3 separate regions of the Mus musculus genome follow, and regions 1 and 3 are each linked to region 2. A link is a contact called in public HiChIP or PLAC-seq and promoter capture Hi-C data. All regions are on one chromosome and are shown on one strand. Each heading gives the region's core, a stretch centred on a gene start, on an enhancer-like site or on the middle of the called end of the contact. The rest is flanking DNA. Distances are from core to core; before and after follow the strand shown. Region 1 overlaps Cnnm4 (cyclin M4). Region 2 holds the start of Uggt1 (UDP-glucose glycoprotein glucosyltransferase 1). Region 3 holds the start of Lman2l (lectin, mannose-binding 2-like).

Evidence for each region. HiChIP or PLAC-seq counts read pairs in DNA pulled down with a chosen protein or histone mark. Capture Hi-C pulls out chosen DNA fragments and counts their contacts.
Region 1: a FOXA1 HiChIP or PLAC-seq map of pancreatic cancer cells shows a contact between it and region 2. The contact joins the enhancer-like site here to the promoter of Uggt1 in region 2. A contact is called at or near these places in 2 of 39 promoter capture datasets (the 3T3-L1 cell line and pre-B cells), 1 of 115 datasets of contacts at active chromatin or transcription factors (pancreatic cancer cells) and 1 of 9 other capture datasets (embryonic stem cells).
Region 3: a promoter capture Hi-C map of liver shows a contact between it and region 2. The contact joins the promoter of Lman2l here to the promoter of Uggt1 in region 2. A contact is called at or near these places in 2 of 39 promoter capture datasets (cranial neural crest and pre-B cells), 3 of 115 datasets of contacts at active chromatin or transcription factors (the SCID.adh cell line, effector CD8 T cells and pancreatic cancer cells) and 2 of 9 other capture datasets (adipose tissue and liver).

What each region holds. Positions count from the first base shown.
Region 1 is chr1:36,496,368-36,499,230 of GRCm38.p6, forward strand. Cnnm4 (cyclin M4) reads left to right here. Exons shown (of 7, transcript NM_033570.2): 2 at 1,623-1,766; 3 at 2,028-2,162. Among named protein-coding and RNA genes, the nearest start is that of Cnnm3, 14 kb to the right of the region's middle. Within about 2 kb of position 1,549, at least 13 of the 459 cell types and tissues checked have an H3K27ac peak or open chromatin away from gene starts, as enhancers often do. A contact at or near this core is called in pancreatic cancer cells, where this site is marked.
Region 2 is chr1:36,243,034-36,246,197 of GRCm38.p6, forward strand. Uggt1 (UDP-glucose glycoprotein glucosyltransferase 1) reads right to left here and starts at 1,269. Exons shown (of 41, transcript NM_198899.2): 1 at 1,037-1,269. The coding sequence starts at 1,094. Gm39625 (a long non-coding RNA gene) reads left to right here and starts at 1,276. Exons shown (of 2, transcript XR_865343.3): 1 at 1,276-1,450.
Region 3 is chr1:36,443,931-36,446,940 of GRCm38.p6, forward strand. Lman2l (lectin, mannose-binding 2-like) reads right to left here and starts at 1,341. Exons shown (of 8, transcript NM_001013374.2): 1 at 1,120-1,341. The coding sequence starts at 1,303.

The DNA.
Region 1 (2,863 bases), core at 299-2,798, 250 kb after region 2:
AGAAAGACTGTGGGGTCATGAGCTAGCTCCTAGCCCTGTCAGGTTCCAGGTGTTGAGGCTTTTAGCTTACAGTTGGATAGAAGATTTGAGGACACAGAAGAAGGCTACAAAATTTTACTTAGAGTCTGGGAATATAGCACAATATTCGAGTGCCTGCCTAACCTGCACACAGCCTTGATTTGGGATAGCGGTGCTCTCTGATGTGGGCAGGACGGTGCAGACCCTATAACCCCATGCACTTGGGAGGTAGTGGCGGGAGGGTCAGGGGCTCAGCTCCACAGGGAGCTTCAGAAAGTTCAGCTACATGAGACCCTGCCTTGAAGCAACAGATTTTTTTTTTTTTAATTTGAGCTATCTTGACACTTGTCTATTTAAGTCACTAGCAAGGACTCAGCTCTCCAGCATTAAGAGGTCAGGGAGGAACCAAGGATAGTAACACACCTCTACACACTTGTAATTCAAGCCCTTAAAAACTAAGTCAGTCGGGAGGTTCATGAGTTCAAGGTCAGCACAAGCTACAGAAGACAAAATCTGGCTGCTCACAACTACTGTCACTCCAGTTCAGTTCTGGAGATCTGACACCCTCTGCTGGCTTCCAGGGGCACTAAGAGTACGTACATGTGGTACACAGAGTGCATCCAGGGAAACACACACACATTTTTTTTAATTAAAAAAAAGAAAAGGAAGAAAGGAAAGGAAGAAAGGAAAAGGAAAAAGGAAGAAAAGAAAGAAAAGGAAGACACCCTGGGGCCAGGAATACAGCAGGGAAATGTCTGTTGCCAACGGAAAGGGGTTTCCAGGAGGGAGTAAGGACCACTGGCCAGCAGGTCCTCTAAGAATAAAACCTTCCCATTGAAGGTCACTGGTGATCTTAACAGAAGTGTCTTCTGTGAGAAAGAAAGGTTCTGCCATGATGAACAGCTGTCCCCTTTGGCAAAGCACACAGCTTGGGGGGCCTGAGCTAGCCCAGCATAGGGTTCTAAGTGGCTTCTTAGCTAGAAACCTTTTTGTAGGGCCCAGTGGGCAAGCTAGTGTCAAGAATTTTTGGCATTGAGCAAGGCCGACTGCTCAGTGGTTCCCTAGTGCTCCATGCCCACCAGGGGCCTGCCATGTGGGCAGCTGCTAGACTCTCTGTCCAGCTGTCATGTGCACGCCCTGACCATGGGCTTCCTGTGGTCTTGTACTACAGCCTCACTCCTCCTGGAGGCCTCAGAAGCCCTGGCAGGCAGCACCAGGCACAGCCTGTCATTCTCTCCTCCTCCTCCTCCTCTTCTTCCTCCTCTCCATCTTTTTTTTTTCCCCTTCTTGTGACAGGGGGTTAAGTATAGTCTAGGCAAGCCTGGGTTTGGTTGTATAACCCAGGATGGCCTCAAACTTGCAGCGATCCTCCTGTTTTTGCTTCTCGAGTATTGGGATAACAGATGTGAGTTACCATACCCAGTTTCTGTACTCTTTAAACAAAAGGTCCTCAATGTAAGGCCTTTCCAAGCACTGTGGTCCTCCTAGTCATGAGAGCAGTATCTGAAACCTGGCAAGGAAGGCAGACTCCGGTGACTGCCCAGTGACTCAAGCCTAATGTGTTGACATTGCTTCATACCTGACCTAGTGTGCTGTCCCCACAGGCAAGTCCCACCTGGCCATCGTGCAGAAGGTGAACAATGAGGGCGAGGGCGACCCCTTCTACGAGGTGCTGGGCCTGGTCACTCTGGAGGACGTCATCGAGGAGATCATCAAGTCCGAGATCCTCGATGAGTCGGACATGTACAGTGAGTTGAGCCCTCACCATGGGCCCAGAATCCTATTGTATCTCTGAAGTCTGGTATCCCTAGGCAGAGAGGCTACAGGGCATGGCTGGGGAGGCCCCAGAACCCCTGAGTCAGGTCTGGTAGTCAGCTAGGTGCCCTGTATTGTCTGTGGGGAGGAAGGGCACAATGCTGAGCCTCCTTCACCCTCCCTGCCTGGAGCCTGCTGCTCTGTGGAGAGAAGCCTGGGAAGTATAGTTCAGGTCCAGACCTTTCCTCTTACAGCTGATAATCGGACCCGGAAACGGGTGTCCGTGAAAAACAAGCGTGACTTCTCTGCCTTCAAGGACACTGACAATGAACTCAAAGTGAAAATCTCACCTCAGCTTCTTCTGGCTGCTCATCGCTTCCTGGCCACAGGTAAGAGCGTGAAGCGCCTTCCGCCATGGGTAGAAGGAAATGTAGTCACAGAGGGAGTAACCCTGGGCCTCTGACCATTCCTCCCAAGGAGAGCACTGAGTGCTGGCACACACTCACCTTGGAGAGGTCTGGGTATCTTACCCCCCTCCTCCCACAGAGATCATCATGTTCACCACGGCTGCCACAGACTCGCAGACACAGTCTAGCTAGTGTACAGAGCAAGCGCTGAGACATCCAAGGGAGTACCCGGCCCCCGGGCCCTTCAGGCTGTCTCCCTCTGACCTGCTAACCTGCCCTGAAGTAGGGCTTCCACCTTCCCTCTGTGCTGTGCTGTGCTGGGCTGGTTCCTACAGAGCTGACGTGTACCTCAGCAGCACTCCTCCCGTCCCTCTAATTTAAAGCACCTCTGGGACATGGGTGACAGTTGAGACAAACCCTGCCACCCATGCTGCCACTTCCCTTCAGGCCCACTTGCTAAAAGTGTCGGTAAACCCCTTTTCCTTTGTGTTTTTCCGATATGATGCAGAGTAGTAATTGTAGGAACACTTAATTAACATGCACCAGCCAAGAATACTCTACCTGTGGTGCCACTTAAGCATGAGACCACCCAGGGAAGTCGTGTCCCTATCTCCCTGATGAGAAAATGGAGACATGTAAGTTCAGTAGTCTGCCAAAGGGCATGACTGCTCTACTGGAGCTGT
Region 2 (3,164 bases), core at 19-2,518:
TTTCTCTTCCTCCCTCAAGAAAGCAAAAAAGAAAGTTTTAGCAAGATGGCTCTGTGGGTAAAGGCTCTTGCCATGCAAGCCTGGTGACCTGAGATTGAGCCCTAAAAAGAAAGCCACACAGAGGTGGATGGAGAAAGCTAACTCCACTAAGTTGTCCTGTATACACACAACAAAATCTAAGTAAACAAAATAAAATTTTTTATTTAAGAAAGAAAAGTTTCAGCTAAGTTTACCAAAAACAAGTCAAGTGGAAAGGCTACAATCTGCTCCAGTTTTGTAGTGTTAACTAGCTTTGTAAAATGTCTCCAAGCAGATCTGGTGGTGGCCGGGATTCCAAGGGTAGCCTATGATCCTGAGACCCTACCTCCAAAGGGGTAGGACAAGCAAACAGACATGACTATGTCTTCATGCGTTTGGCAGTGTACAAGGTATTACTAGGAAATAAAGAACTTTATACTACAATAAGCTTGCACGGGCACAGATGTTTCCAAGGCACTGCAAGGGCAAGATCATAGGTCTCAGAACAAACAAAACACTCTCTCCATTTCAAACCTGGCAACAAATGCAGAACAAGAGAGCTTTCAGCCCAGCAGCAAGAAGAGCTCACGATCACAATGTTTTGGAGATGCACAGATCACAAGCTAAAAGTGAAGTGAACCGTCCAATTTCACGCCAAGAGATCTTATCACCCACAGATGCATCACCTGAACTCAGAAACCTATAAAAACGCCAACTCGTTTCTCCAGAATCATGCAAAATGCTGATTCTCAACCTACTTAGGGTCAGACTTGGTCTAAAGTCCTGGGGGCGCTTCCTCCTCCTACACTTCAAACAGGGTCAGGACTGCTGGAGTGAGCCCGCCGCCACTCTGTCCCCAGAAGACCGCTGGGGACGACTTGAGGCGCTCGTGGAGAGAACACTGGAGGGAAAACCGAGTCAGAGTACAAGAGGAAGCCCAAGGTGACTCGGACTCACGGTCGCCTCCCGCGCTGGCCCCTCTCCTGTTCCCGAGGCCTCCCCACGCCACCCAAGGTACCTGTCACCCGCCGCGCAGCCGCGGCATCCGCAGTGTTCGCATCCCCCCGGCTGCACATGCCCGGGCCGCGCTTCGTCCACTCCGGTGTCTGCAACGACGCCTGGGCAGGGCGGAGCAGCGGCGATCGCCGGGGAGGCTGCGCCAGTGAGAAGCCGACACGCGCCTTTCCCGCCGCTCCTCACAAGCCGGTTTCTCAAAGCAATAACCCAGTTGCCAGCTGCCCCTGCACTTCCGCTTCCTAGAGGCGAAGGCAGGACGACTTCCGGCTATCGAGTGCGGCGGGGGTTTGCCAGAGAGTCCCGCAGCGGCCATGAAACCGGCATAAGACCCGCCCCTTCTCTCGGCCCCTCCCCTCTCCTGGTTGAGCCAGCTCGCCTCCTGAATTTAAGATCCTAGAAGACCCAGTTCAAGCAGGTGAGCTTCAAGGCGCAGTCCAACCGCCCCGGCAGATAGTTATTTCAACCTTTTTCTCCCTATTTTTATTATTTATTCCTCTCAAGTTAAATAAACGTACACAAACTCAAGACACAAAAAGCAGAAGAAGCTCATGCTGGGCGTGGTGGCACACACCTTTAATCCCAGCACTCGGGAGGCAGAGGCAAACGGATTTGTGAGTTCGAGGGCAGCCAGGGCTATACAGAGAAACCCTGTCTCGAGAAAAAAAAAAAAAAAAAAAAAGGCAGAAGAATCTCTGTGAGTTCAAGGCCCTATCTCAAAAGGAAGAAAAAGTTATAAATTTGTTTTAGAGTATGTGATGTTGGTTAATGCAGAGATCCATAACTAGTCAAACTGACTGAGACTAAATGATCTCAGCTCTGACTGAAACACCTATATCACCACCTCCAAGACCCAAGCAGCATCAGGGGAAAAGAAAGCAAAAAAGACAAAGGTTCTTGCTGCTAAGCTGGAAACCTAAGCTCAATTCCCAGAATACACCGCAAACGCCAGGCACGGGCTGCGGAGATGACTCAGTAGACAAAGTATTTGCTGCCCAGATGTGAAGACTACAGTTCAGATCTCCAGGACCCCTGTAGAAATTGTAGTAATAGCTACCTGTAATCCCAGTTCTCAGGAGGCAGAGACAATTCCTCTGGCAAAGTGGCTAGCCACACTAGCCAGAATTCTTGAGCTCAAGAATTCTACCTCAATAAATACCGAGTGACTGGGGAAAATACGAAGTGTCAATTGAGCTTGTGTGCAGGCACACACATATATTCATACATACACACACACACAGGCATACATACGTGCATGCACACACACACATACACACACACACACATAACATACTAGCCAAGTAAACACTGGAGGTAGAGACAGGCAGAACTTTGGGTCTTACTGGCCAGCAAGCTACCAGCCAAATGGGTGTGGTTCAGACTAGTGAGAGACACTCTCAGAAAACCAAACTGGACATTGTCCTGAGAAATGACAGCTGAGACTAATCTTTAGCTTGCACACCCATGCACACACATGTGTACCAAATTGGAGACACTGACTTGCACACATGTGTGCCAACCTGGAGACACTCACACAGAGAAGAAAGAGAGAGAACGCAAGCACTGACCGTTACTCCAAATCTTCTCTCCGACTTTTGAAGTGGCACATTTGTCCTCTGAAATCAGTGCTCTGTAGATTTTTTTTATTATTATTATTATTATTATCTGTTTAATGTTGTGAGGGCAGGAGCGACATCTGTGCCTTTTATAGGTAGAACAGAAACAATGAGTCTACAACTTGGAACACTTGAGGTGAGTTAGTGGCAGAATTCAGGTCTCTACATGACCAGCGCTGCTCAACAGACATAAAGTGTCAGCCAGGGCAGGTGAGATGGCTCAGCAGGTAAGAGTGGCTGGCAACAAGTCAAGTCTATGGACTGGAGTTACACACATACCCACAAACAAGTAAAGTGTGGGCTACGTAAGCAATTTCATTTCCCCTTGTTAGCAGTATACTTCCTGATGATGGTGATTAAACCCATGGCTTCATGCATTCAATGTATACGCTTTACCACTGAGGCCCTATGCCCTAGCTCTTATGAAATGTAAAATACTCGAGGAGCTGACAGAGATGGGTCAGCAGCTCAGAGCACTTGCTGCTCTTGCAGAAGACCCACATTCAGTTCCCAGCA
Region 3 (3,010 bases), core at 91-2,590, 200 kb after region 2:
AAAAATTTTGTCATTTATATTAAAAGAGATATATTCTCAAAAGCCTATGAGCTTAAACATATTCTTTTAAAATCAATCTTTCAGGCCGGGCAGTGATGGCACACACCTTTAATCCCAGCATTTGGGAGGCAGAGGCAAGCGGATTTCTGAGTTCGAGGCCAGCCTGGTCTACAGAGTGAGTTCCAGGACAGCCAAGGCTACACAGAGAAACCCTGTCTCGAAAAACAAAATAAATAAATAAATAAATAAATAAATAAAATTTAAAAAATAAAATAAAATCAATCTTTCAAGTGTAGCTGATTATCCCCAAATCCCTTAGACTAAGTATAAGTACCCCCAGGGTGAAAAACCAGACTAACCCATAGTATCAGCAGGGACCAACACTAAGGAGGTACTACAACCAACCAGTAAAATAATGACATCTTAGTAACAGAAATGACATCTTAGTAACAAAAATTCAAACTGCTTTCTGCAGTTTAAATTTGTGTTTCCTGCACCCCCTATCCACAGCTCTGCGAGAAAAACAAACTTGTATTAAGCTCTAACAGCATTAATTTCTCTTCTTTGTAGACACCTGTGTCAATTTTCTGACACTGAGCTGTGCTTAGAGATCTAGAAATCCCTGAAGAGAGCAATGCTAACCAGCCTCTTTCATCATCAGGGCTCGCGGCCTGGGAAGGAAGGAGCAGGTGTTCTAACCAGCAAACAGACTTTTTTCCCCCTCTCCTTCCTCAGTCCGACCGAGTTCTACCCGGGTTCTTGCTTTCTATCCAGAGCAGCCACCACTCTATCCCGACACCGGCTCATCGCTAATGGTCCTCAACCATCCCTCATTTATCTCAGTTCTCTCTCCTCATATTTCTGTCCAACTCCAAACACCTCTTCCTTCGAGCCTGACACTAGTGACAGCTGAGAGCCCTACCTAGACCTACTAGAAACTTCTAGCGCTCGGAAAGGGGCGGGGGTGGGGGGCGGACCCTTGTCCTTCGGACCTGTGGCTCTTCAAAGGAGCGGAGATCCTCGGGGCGCCCCCTCCCGCCGGGGACTGCGTCCTCGAGCTCAGTCCCGACTCGGTCCCCAAGCCCTCCCTGCACGACCACCTCGCCCCGGGCGCCTCACCCTGGTAGGGCTTCGACAGCGAGTGCTCCCGTTTCAAGTACTCCACCGCTTGACCCGCCCTGACATGCCGCGGCCCCGGCCCAGACCCCAACAGAAGGAGAAAGAGCAAAAGCTTGGCCCCGTCCCGAGCCCACGCGCGCCGCCGCCACCGCTGCCACCAGGAGGGTCTCGAAGCCGCCGCCATCTTTCCCACCGCCGGCCCTTCATCAAAAAGCCCGCCCCGTGGCCCAACCCATTGGCCTGCGGAACCATCGGCCCGATCTCCCATTGGCTCCTGGAGAGTTCCCTCCCCCGCAGGTGAGTATCCCACCGATTGGCTGACTAGTAGCAGTTGCCTTGCCAACCCAGGCAAGGGGCGTTGCCGAATGTCCAGACTCCCTTCTCTGCTTTTGTCCCAGGCTTCACCAGGCCTGCTAGTAATAGAGATTCTTAGTTTGTTTCTGCATTCTATAGTAAATTTAAAGCGATAAAACATTTTTTTTTCCCGATTGTCACTGCCATTTGTACCTACCTGGCCGCCAAGCTAACAGCCAAGAGGGCATAGAAGTAAAAAGAAAAATAGACAAATCCGTGACTAAAATGAGTGGAAGGAACTGAAGACTAGCTGTGTTGGTAAAGAACTTGACTTACGATGTGGGAAGGCATTAGGTCATCCCAGCACTCTGGAGACTGAGGCAGGAAGGTGAGGAGTTCAAAGTCAACACAGTGAGTTAGGGAGTGACCTAAGTAATTCATTAGAATGAAACGACTGGTTCCAGGGTGGTGGTGGTGCACGGATTGTATCCCAATGCTTGGAGGCAACGGTATTTGGATCTCTGAGTTTGAGGCAAGCCTGGTCTACAGAGCAAGTTCTAGAATAGCCAAGGCTACACAGAGAAACCTTGTCTCAAACAGGCAAACCAAACCAAAGAAACAAACATCTGGCAAACTGTCTCAAACAGGCAAACCAAACCAAAGAAACAAACATCTGGCAAACTGTAAAATGTGTAAAGGGCAGCCTGGGTTACATGCTGGGTTGACGAGCACAATCAACCAACATCACATGATGATATTTATAGAAATTAAGTGTATGCTAAATTCTGTGTGAATTTTCAGGGTTACATGCTTTTATTGTGCAAACCTTGTTCCTTGATTTAAAATGATTGGTTAAATAGAATTGACTACAGCCAATTACTGGAGGGAGGGATTAGAGGTAGGTGGGTTTTAAGTTACTTAGTTGAGGGTGGAGAAGAGAGCAGAAGGAAGAGAAACCAGGGGAGAAGAGGAAGAACGAAAGAAGGGGAGGAAGCCTCCAGGAGACGAGATGGACTATGAGTCCATGGCCAGAAGAAGCAGCCAAGTACTTAGGCTGTACCACTGGGGAGGTAGCCAGGCCAGCAGTTAGAAGAGTAGATTAGGGGTTACCCCTAGAAACTGTCAAAGCCAAATAAAATAACCATAGTCTGAGTCTCACTTACTTGTAAGCTGGTCAGGGATAAACTTAAATTGGTTGTACTACACCCCAGAGTTCATATTTCACCAAGTTCCAGCTTCCTGCCTGATTGCTCACTTCTTTCAGAAAACTAGCTTCCTCTTACCTACTTCCTCCTGGAGGCCTCCCTCGACCCCACTCAGACCCGACCGTGTGTGCATTGCTGAGCTCTGACTCTGGTCCATAGATAGCTACAATGGACTTATCAGACTTGTGTCTACATCTTCCCAATAGACACAGTCAAAGCTAACTCTCTTCCAAACATGAGTAAATTTTACAGAGAAACAAGATGTGAGCTTGCCTCAGAGAAGATCAACTCTTGAAAGCTGACAAAGCTACCGATCTTTTACAACCCTATCTCGAGACAGATAAATGGTGACAAGACTTTAGGAACTGCAGTTAATCTCTTTGCCATTCACT